Regions from separate parts of the Sus scrofa genome. Here region 1 is linked to region 2. The links are chromatin contacts, called in public Hi-C maps. All regions are on one chromosome and are shown on one strand. Each heading gives the region's core, a stretch centred on a gene start, on an enhancer-like site or on the middle of the called end of the contact. The rest is flanking DNA. Distances are from core to core; before and after follow the strand shown.

Region 1 (5,169 bases), core at 1,880-4,379, 150 kb after region 2:
GCCCCTGGGCCAGGAGCCCGGAGCAGGGAGAGCTGGCACAGTGGGTCCTGTGGACAACCCCCACCCAAGTCTGGTGCCAGCTGGTGGGGGGCTCATCTTGTCTTGCCCTCCCTGCTTCTTCGGCAGCCTCCCACCTTTCTGTCCTTCAACCCCCAAATCTGTAAAATAAAGACTCGGCACCTGCCTCCGACATGTGGTGAGAGGTGAGTGGAGCTGCCATAGCAACCGTTCATCCCGGCCCGTCGCTTCCTGGGAGCCAGACACTGTTCCAGCAACTGACATAGCCAAGCCCACTCAGTCGTCACAGCCAGTGTGTTACTGTCCCCTTGTTACCGATGAGGCACAGAGAGGCTCAGTACTCGACCAAGGTCACACAGCACGTGAGTGTCAGAGCCGCCAAAGGGTCAAATCCAAACCATCTGGTTCGACCTTGCTCTTGCTCGGGAAAACATCAGCTCTCAGCCCTCCTCTTGGGCGGCACCCGTTCAGTGCCAAGGGACATCCCCAGCCTCGCTCCCACCCTGTCCCAGCCAAGTGCCTTTCCTGTGGCTAGCACTGGGGAATTCCCAGGGAGCAGGATGGGGAATTCCTGGGATCCAGGGTGACACTCTCAGGGCCAGAGGGTCCGCCGTCTGCTCCCCCTGCCTCTGAGTAGGGGAGTCACTCCAGCTTAGTGTGGGAGCGGGTCTTTGCTAGGGAGGCTGATGGTAGGAGGGATGGGGAACCCACTGGTCTGCCTCCTCCGACATGGGGAGTCTGCTGGCCAGCTCAGCAGGTGGACGGCTTGAGATCTAGAGCGAGACAGCCCTGAAGTCCTATCTCTGAGTATCTGGTTCCACCTAGTGGCCTCTGACATCCCAGCTGCCCTAAAGCCCTGGATGCCCAGGACTGGCAGGATTCAGCGCCCCTGGAGCATCTGCCCACCCCCTACGCAGGCGCTGTGGGTGTAAGTTCACGCAGGAGGAACCGAAGGCAGATGTTCCCTCAGGTTGCCACTCGCCAGCACTATGTGGTGGGTGCCTGGCCCAGGAGCTCCACTTCTGGAGAGTGCAATTTCCAGAGCCTTCTAGGATCCCTTCCCGTGTTAAACTTCTGTAAGGCTACACAAAGGAGTGGCCGAGCATTTCAGATTTGGAGTTGGACAAACCTGTGTTTGGATCCCAGCTGTGTGTCTTTAGGCAAGTTACTTCACCTCTCTGATCTGGGGTAACAAGCAAGGGTAATAAGTACAATGACTCTATCAAGCGTTTAGCCCAGCCCAGCCCCTGGCAAGGGCTCTGTGTGCCCTACACTGCACACAAGGCAGTAGGGTTACAAGGATGGCAGCCTAAGTGCCAGGAGCTGCAGGCAGGAGGGAGCTGCCTTGCTGTAGGGCAGGTCTCGGGCCACTCTTCGGGCTGCTGTCCAGAAAGCTCGTCCTGAGGATGGACCCGAGTGTGCTCAGGACCGGGGGTGAGGGGTGGGGGTGGGAGGTTGGCCTCCCTCTGTAGTGGAGGCTGGGGAGTCGGCAGCAGAGAGGCCAGCCAAGTCCTAGTCTGATCTGACTTCGGGGGTAATCTCGGCGTCCTTGCTCTGACGCTCTGAACTCCAGATGTCATCTGACCTCTGGATGGACCCAGCCTTTAGCTGCAGGTAACTCTCCTGCACCTCTACCCAGACAGCCCCCCTGCACCTCCGTGAGCAAAGCAGAGGTTTTCTCCCCACCTCCCACCAGACTCTTCTCTGCACAGGGGGGTCTGGCCACCCACCCCAGACCTGGGGCTCAGCCTCCAGTTCCCCAGCCTCTGCTCCTCGAACCTTGCAGACACTGCCTCCCAACCAGCACCCCTGCTCCCAGCCGCATGAGCCCACTGCCCATCTGGAATCCTTCTAGAGAACTTGCTCACCAAGCTCAGCCCTCCCCACGGCCCCCAGGATGAGAGGCACACCCCTGGGCCAGGCGCACAAGGGCCTTCCTGGTCCTTCCTCTGCTCACTCCCCAGGCTCCTCGCCCCCAACCCCCAAGTCTCCTTGCCAGGAGTCACACATCCCGCTGTCACACCCCCGTGCCTTTGCATGTGCTGCCTTTTCTCCTCTAGCACCCTTCCTTCCCTGTCATCTGTCTAGCCAGCTCACAGCCACTTTTTGAGGTCCAGTCAAAAGTCACCTCCTGTGGGAGTTCCCGTCGTGGCTCAGTGGTTAACGAATCCGACTGGGAACCATGAGGTTGCGGGTTCGATCCCTGCCCTTGCTCAGTGGGTTAAGGATCTGGCATTGCCATGAGCTGTGGTGTAGGTCGCAGACGCGGCTCAGATCCTGCATTGCTGTGGCTCTGGCATAGGCTGGAGGCTACAGCTCCGATGACACCCCTAGCCTGGGAACCTCCCTATGCCGCAGGAGCAGCCATAGAAAAGGCAAAAAGAAAAAAAAAAAGAAAGAAAAAAAAAGTCACCTCCTCTGGGATGGCTCCTGGGTCCCTCCAGGCTCCTTTGGGCTTCCTCAGCGGCCGGGCCCCGCCTTTCACAGCACACATCGTGATGGTTTCTTCACATATTTGTTCGCCCCCTGCGAAGGCTCCTTGGTGGCTGAGGTCTTTTACATTTTTGTGTATGTGTGTCTAGAACACAGTAGGTGCTCAGTAAATACCTTGTGTCTGCATCAGAACATGACATTTTAAGTCTCTGATTGTGGTTGTTCGGGGTTGCGGGGGGTGAGGAGTTGGCGTGGTCATCAGGTAAGCAGGTGGATTCCTGCCTGCTGAGAACAGCGACAGGTAAAATGTCTGGAGTCGGGGAGTTCTCGTTGAAGCTCAGTGGTTAATGAATCTGACTAGTATCCTTGAGGATGCAGGTTCGATCCCTGGCCTTGCTCAGTGGGTTAAAGATCCAGTGTTTCCGTGAGCTGGGGTGTAGGTTGCAGACAGGGCTCAGATCTGGCATTGCTGTGGCTGTGGTGTAGGCGGGCAGCTGTAGCTCTGATTCGACCCCTAGCCTGGGAACCTCCATATGTCGTGGGTGTGGCCCTAAAAAGCAAAAAAAAAAAAAAAGGTCTGGAGTCAGATCCAGGCCCCGGGCCAGCTTGGCTCTGCAGTGAGTGACTGACCTCAGCAAATCTCTGACTTGGGGTATGGTGCTAAAGGCACCTGCCCCGAAGAGATGTGGTGACGCTTACCCCAGAAACCAGCTCAGTTCGGGGCGTTGTCAGGCTCCTAAATGACAGTGGTGTTGGACTGGGTGCTGCCTCGGGGTCATCTGCTGGAGTTGGGGTGGAGCCCTGCCTCTGCCCTGCGGGCCGGGGTCTTCAGGGTTGGGGACAGCTGGCCTCTGCTGCGGAGCTAATCCAGAAGGGCAGCTAATCGCGCTCTGTGCCCAGCAGAGGGCCCTGCCTGGCCCAGCCAGGGCGGGAGGGAGCTGCTGGGCCCCCGGAGCAGGCTGGCAATGCCAGACGCCTGGTGGGGGCGGACCCAGCGGCCAGCTGCCTGTCTCAAGTCAGCCCGGCACTCGGTCCGGCCTCACCTCCTCTCGTGGACAGCTGCCTCCCGCTCGTCCGGCCATGCGGTGGCTGTGGCCGCTGGTCGTCTCTCTCGCCGTGGCGTCAGCTGTGGGGCCCCGCAGAATCCCCGGGGGCGCCGCCCTGCAGCGGGGCCGGTCTGTGCGAGGCACCGAGGAGGAGGAGGAGGGGGCCAAGGGGGTGCAGCAGTATGTGCCCGAGGAGTGGCCTGAGTACCCCCGGCCCATCCACCCTGCCGGCCCCCAGCCCACTGAGCCCGGGGTGGCCACCAGCCCCCACCCGGACGGGGCTGTGCGCGCTGGGGGCAATGCGACAGGGACGCCGGGCCGGCCGCTGCAGATGCAGAACCCCCTATACCCAGTGACCGAGAGCTCGTATGGGGCCTACGCGGTGCTGCTCCTGGCCCTGGTGCTGTTCGCCGTGGGCATCGTGGGGAACCTGTCGGTCATGTGCATCGTATGGCACAGCTACCACCTGAAGAGCGCCTGGAACTCCATCCTCGCCAGCCTGGCCCTCTGGGACTTCCTGGTCCTCTTCTTCTGCCTCCCTGTCGTCGTCTTCCACGAGATCACCAAGCAGAGGCTGCTGGGCGATGCTTCTTGCCGGGCGGTGCCCTTCGTGGAGGTGAGTGTGTCTCCAGCCATGGGGCGGCCAGATGGGCTAGGAGGCCTGCAGGCTGGGACCCTGTCTTGCTTCTTGTCCCCTCCAGGTTGGACTGGAGACAAATGCGGAGTACGCTCCTGGTGGCTCTCAGGTCCCGAGCAGGCCCTGGGTTCCAGCCCCAGCCTGGCCTCTTGCCTCTGAGGGCCCCAAGGCAGTGTCCCCGCTTCTCTGTATGCAGGGCGGTCCCTCCCCTGCCTAAACCCTCCTCCATCTTTCCACCCAAGAGACGGCTTTGTCCTTTGTGCGGCTCCTTTTTCTCCCTCTGAGCTGCCCGTTTACCCCGCACTTTCCTGCCTCCTGAAGCAGCGCCTGAAGGCAGATTCCAATTTCCCACAGACCCCACCCCCTACTCTGGCCCAGTCAGGTCCATATGTATGCCCGCCCCCCCCGGGGTGGGGGGGGAGTGCAAACACACCCTTGTCACTGCCATCACCATCGGCCGCCCCTCCACCCTCTCTGAAAGGGGGGCCTGGTTCTGGGAGCTGGAGCTGAGGCTGGGGGCTCTAGTGTCTGCTCCGTCCTTGGCATAATGGGGTGTCACTGGGCAGGACACAGCCTCCCTAGTGCCTGGCCAGGGTAGACCAGATGGCCCCTCTGGCCAGCTGTTCCGTGATTCCAAGGTGACCACTGCCCCCGCCTCTGGGAACTTCCAGCTGGGATGAGCACATGGGTGTGGATGGGTGTGTCAACCCAACGGAGAGCTTAATCAAGACTCCGAGCAAACACCACTATACCTGCATTTGTGCAAGACACAGCAAAACCGCCCTGTCCACACAAGAATGCAAAATAAGCCAGCAGCCTTTTATTCTTTTATGCTTTTTAGGGCTGCACCTGCGGCACATGGATGTTCCCGAACCAGAGCCGTAGCTGCCAGTCTACACCACAGCCACGGCAACGCCGGATCCTTAACCCACTGAGTGGGGCCAGGGATGGAACCCGCATCTTCGTGGATACTAGTGAGATTGGCTCCTGCTGCGCCACAACAGGAACTCCCCAGCAGCCTTTTAAATGTTGGAT
Region 2 (4,857 bases), core at 1,619-4,118:
ACACAGGAGACAGCCTTTTTTTTTGGCTTCTTAGGGCTGTACCCGAGGCATATGGAGGTTCCCAGGCTAGGGGTCCAATCAGAGCTACAGCTGCCCACCTACACCTCAGCCACAGCAACACGGGATCCGAGCCGCATCTGCGACCTACATCACCGCTCATGGCCACACGGGATCCTTAACCCACTGAGCGAGGCCAGGGATCGAACCGGCAACCTCATGGTTCCTAGTCAGATTCATTTCTGCTGCACCACGACAGGAACTCAAAGGAGAAAGCCTTTTGTTTACAGCAAGAGAGATTCAGGCTAGACACCAGGAAAAAGTTCCTGATGAAGGAGAAATGTTTGTTTACTCTGGGGCAGTGGGAGCCAGGAGATCCTGTTGCTTTTTTTTTTTTTTTTTTTTTTTTTTTTTTGGCCATGCCCCTGGCAGGCAAAATTCCTGGGCCAGGGATCGAACCCAGGCCACAGTGGTGACACCACCAGCTCCTTAACCTGTTGAGCCACCAGGGAGCTCTGAGATCCCGGTCCTTCGGTGTGGTGAGATCACATCACACAGAGGACAGGGTGTGGTAACCTATCTGGAGGGGGACGGGGGTCCCCTTGGGGTGCTGCTGAAGGGACGACCAGTGGCCAAGAGGACGAGGGAAGGTGGTTACTCTGATCTCAGAATGGCCTGGCAGCCGGGTGGGCAGACCCTGGGGCATGCGGGGGCCTGGGCAGGCTGCTCTGATTTGAAGAGGAGCATCAAAGAGGCTGGAGGAGGCCTGGGCTGGTCACTGGTCGCAGCAGGAATGACTCAGCAGAGCACTCCCACACCGCCCAGGCCAGGCCCAAACCGGGTCACAGGCACAGCCAGCGCCCCCCCTCCACCTGCTCCCTACCCCCACCCCGGACCTACCTTCCTTCCCACACATCCTGTGGGGCTGAGGGCAGGGCACCAGCGATTCCTGAGGACGCGCTCCATGCCAGGCCCAGCACGGGCACTTCTGACCTGTTTGAGGAGAGGCAGGAGGCGGCTTTGAAGTCACAAAAGTCCCATTCCAAATCCTGGCCCTGGGAGCTGGAATTAACTTCCTCCAACCCAACTCCATCTGCACAGTGGGGCCAACTCACTTGCAGAGTTATAGCTGCTAGTGTTATTGTCATCACAGTCCAGGCCCCCAGGGAGAGTGTGCCAGGTCCGTGTGGCCGTGTTCGGGGCCAGCGCCGGAACTGCTGTCCTCTTTTCGATGATAGCCATTCTGATGGGTGTGAGGCGACATCTCTTTGGGGTTTTGCTGGCATTTCTGGGATGATTAGTGACGCCCAGCATCTTTTCATCTGTCTGTGTGTCTTCTTTGGAAAAATGTCTATTCAGATCCTCTGCCCTTTTCTCTTTTGTCCCCGCCCACAGCATGTGGAAATTCCAGGGCCATAGCAGGGACCTGAGCCACAGCAGTCACAACCCCGGACCCTTAGCCCACTGAGCCACCAGGAAGCTCCCTAGATCCTCTGCCCATCTTTCTTTCTTTCTTTCTTTCTTTCTTTCTTTCTTTCTTTCTTTCTTTCTTTCTTTCTTTCTTTCTTTCTTTCTTTCTTTCCTTTCTTTTTGTCTTTTTAGGGCCACACCCGCAGCAGACGGAGGTTCCCAGGCTAGGGGTTGAATCGGAGCTGTAGTCACTGGTCTCACCACAGCCACAGCAGCCCCAGATCCGAGCTGTATCTGAGACCCACTACAGCTCATGGCAATGCTGGATCCTTAACCCACCGAGTTGAGGCCAGGGATCAAACCCACATCCTCATGGAGACTAGTCAAGTTTGTTACCACTGAGCCACAACGGGAACTCCCCTCTGCCCATTTCTAATCAGATTGTTTGTTTGACGTTGAATCGTATGTGCTCTTTATGTATTTTGGATATTAGCCTCGTATAGCATATATCGTTTGCAGATAGCTTCTCTCATGAGGTGGGGGAAGTCACTTGGATTTAGCATGCCTCCGCCACTCACTGCCTCTGTCACCTGGACACTTTAATAACTTCCTTGAGTCCTAGTTTCTCTGTCTATAAAAGGGACTGGCAACACCAGTGAACCTGGTTTAGCTCATGGGATTGTGGGGAACCGCAAATGAGGGACATGTCCAAGCACCCTGAGGGCTAAGGGAGGCTATGGATTTTCTCCCCAGAAAATTTTGGTCCCCTGCATGTTCCCGGTCCGTGTGGCCCTGCAGTAGGGGCCTGGCCACCAACACACAGTACAAACTTAGCAGGAGACTGAAAGAGGTCTCGCTGTAAGGAACTCTGGCCCTTGCTCTGCCCTGCTTTCCTGCAGCATCTCTGCGGGGCTGCTCTAGAAGAAAGGGGTTTTCACTCTCAAGGCCGTCTGACTGGATGGGTCCCAGGTGGCCCCAGCGGCCAGCCACCCGGAAGCGTGAGGCCATAGGCTGGCGCATGCCAGCGCTGACCACTCGGAGGGGGAAGGGGCCGCTCAGGGAGCCAATGCAGCTGGCAGGGTCCAGGCCTGTGGGCTCGACGGGGACAAAGCTGCTCTGAGCCGCCTCTCAATGGGCGCCTGTGTTCCGCGGTGGGGGCAGGGTGCTCCGGGCCTCCTCCTGCTCCTCCCCGCCGCCGCAGGACGTCTTCGGCTGGACACTGGGGCAGAAGTGGTCCCGCACAGGGAAGGTCCGGGTCGGCCCCTGTGCCTGGGCTTTCGGAGATGGCACCAGGATCAGGGCTTCTGGGGCCCAGAACGCTGATTGGGCCGAGGCAGGGGGCGGGCCCAGGCCCGGCGGGCCCCCACTGTGCCCAGCCGCTTGGTCGCGGGAGCCCGCGCGGGGCGTGGCCAGGGGCGTGGCCGGCGTGGACCCCGGACGGGCGGGGCGCGGGGACAGATCACCGAGGACCAGCCGAGCCCGCCCCGAGGAGGCGGGGAGGAGCCGGGCGGGCGCGCTGGCCCCGCGGAGCTGGGCGGCCGGCGTTGTCCTGCGCGCCCGGCGGCCGCTCCACGCGCCCCGCTATGCCGCCCGCGGGGCTCCGCGGGGCCGCGCCGCTCGCGGTGATCGCGCTCCTGGTGCTGGGGGCGCCCCTGGGTAAGGGCCGGGGGCCGCGGGCGTGGCGCGCGCGGGGGAGGCCCTGGAGGAGGCGGTGCCCGGGCGTGGCGGGGTCCGTGGGAGAGGAGGGCAAGAGTGGGCTGACCCCGGGGGGGCCGCTCCAGGCAGAGGCCTCTGGGCTCAGGGACCAGGGCAGACCTTCGGGTGGTGAGAGTAGGGCGCGCGGGAGGGGGGCAGCCAGAGACCCGGCCCGGTGGCCACTGGGCACCCGCACCCCTGTCTGCAGCGCTAGCCGGCGAGGACTGCCTCTGGTACGTGGATCGGAATGGCTCCTGGCAGCCGGGCTTTAACTGCGAGTTCTCAACCTTCTGCTGCGGGACCTGCTACCAGCGCTACTGCTGCAGAGACCCGACCTTGCTCATCACCGAGAGGCAGCAGAAGCACTGCCTGGCCTTCAGGTGGGCTCCTCCCCTCCTTGTCCACCTCCACATTCTTAGCCCAGACCCAGGCTCCGGCTAGGGGACAAGGCGAATCTTGAGTGTCCAGCTTGGGAATTCCAGGAGGGGCCGTTAGTAAACACGTCAAGTGCTGGTGGGGCTGAGCCCTCCCCTTGGCCCTGCCCTGGCTGCAGAGGGAGGGTGCAGGGTCAGCGCCAGGGCCGGTGTCGTTCTGCCAGGAAGGCAGGAGACCCAGTCTCATGCCTCACTAGCTGCGTGGTCTTGCAGAAGACACGTCCTGGGTGGGTCACTTTCCTCTTCATTGAAACCAGGCCGGGACGGGGGGCGGGGGGTGCCACAGTTAGTGGTTTTCCAGCGTCTTTTTGAAGGGGCCTGCTGACATATAAAACAGGTACAAGAAGACCCATTGCAGTGGGATTTTAAAAAACAGCTCTGGATCATTGCCCAGGGGACTTGCAGGGCTCACGGTCAGAAGTCTAACCGGTTAAGTTGCTGCCGTAGGGCGCCCACTGCAAATCCCCAGAGGCCACTCGCTGGCCAGCAGGCGCCTGGCCTTCCGGGAAGCGTGGTTCCCTAAGATCCCCTGCGGGGTTCCGCAGAGCCCACCAGGAACCCCAAATCTCAGCTCTCTGTGGCCCCCTGCTGGCCAGGAGTCCAAGCACAGCTTTCAGGTCACCCTGTGAGGACTTTCTGCTTGAGGCTTGGAAGGTGAGGCACGCTTCTCTGTCTAAAGCCCCAAGACCATAGCAGGCATCGCTTCTGCCGTGATCCTCTTCGTGGCTGTGGTCGCCACCACCATCTGCTGCTTCCTCTGCTCCTGCTGCTACCTGTACCGCCGGCGCCAGCAGCTGCAGAGCCCTTTTGAAGGTAGGTGCGGGGCTGGGCAGGTGCGCCCCAGACAGGCCTGCTGAGCCCCCGGGTGGACACTGGAGCTCCAGGAGACGTGATTCTGTGTCCTGGACTCACCACCTGCCAGCTTGTCACCCATACACAGGAACGTGCAGGGGCACGTGTGAACACTGTACCCGTGTGTGCCTGTGTTGTCTGGAGGCAGCGAGTGTGTGCACAGGCTTGTGGGACTCTCAGGAAGCGTGTGTGCGGGGGCTGGAGTGTGAGCGCGTGGATGGGCTGGGTGTGCAAAGGGCGTGTGGCTGCGCCTATGCCTAAACCTGCTGGGCAGGGGTCCATGCCAGAGGCCCCCTGGGGGCAGGCTTGCTAAGCTGCAGGATTCCAGCCCCCAGCTGCCGTCTCCTTGCCCAGATAGCACCTTCCCCAGGCTGTGCCCCCAGCCCTCGAGGTCCCCAAAGCCCAGCTGAGGGGAGCAAAGTGCTGACTGCAATTGACCCTCTGGGCTACCTGCAGGCAACCCGCTGGC

What was found. Hi-C and Micro-C count contacts between places; a contact is called where the count stands out from the background.
Region 1: a contact with region 2 is called in a Hi-C map of skeletal muscle, with 9 times the contacts expected there. The contact joins the promoter of GPR37L1 here to the promoter of SHISA4 in region 2. A contact is called at or near these places in 16 of 47 Hi-C or Micro-C datasets (brain, embryonic fibroblasts, fetal heart ventricle and 10 more) and 2 of 2 datasets of contacts at active chromatin or transcription factors (alveolar macrophages and skeletal muscle).

What each region holds. Positions count from the first base shown.
Region 1 is chr10:24,303,602-24,308,770 of Sscrofa11.1, forward strand. GPR37L1 (prosaposin receptor GPR37L1) reads left to right here and starts at 3,130. Exons shown (of 2, transcript XM_021064532.1): 1 at 3,130-4,113. The coding sequence starts at 3,532.
Region 2 is chr10:24,155,780-24,160,636 of Sscrofa11.1, forward strand. SHISA4 (protein shisa-4) reads left to right here and starts at 2,869. Exons shown (of 5, transcript XM_021064525.1): 1 at 2,869-3,063; 2 at 3,311-3,482; 3 at 4,216-4,349. The coding sequence starts at 2,991. LOC110255659 (a long non-coding RNA gene) reads right to left here and starts at 1,420. Exons shown (of 3, transcript XR_002336278.1): 1 at 1,113-1,420; 2 at 898-990.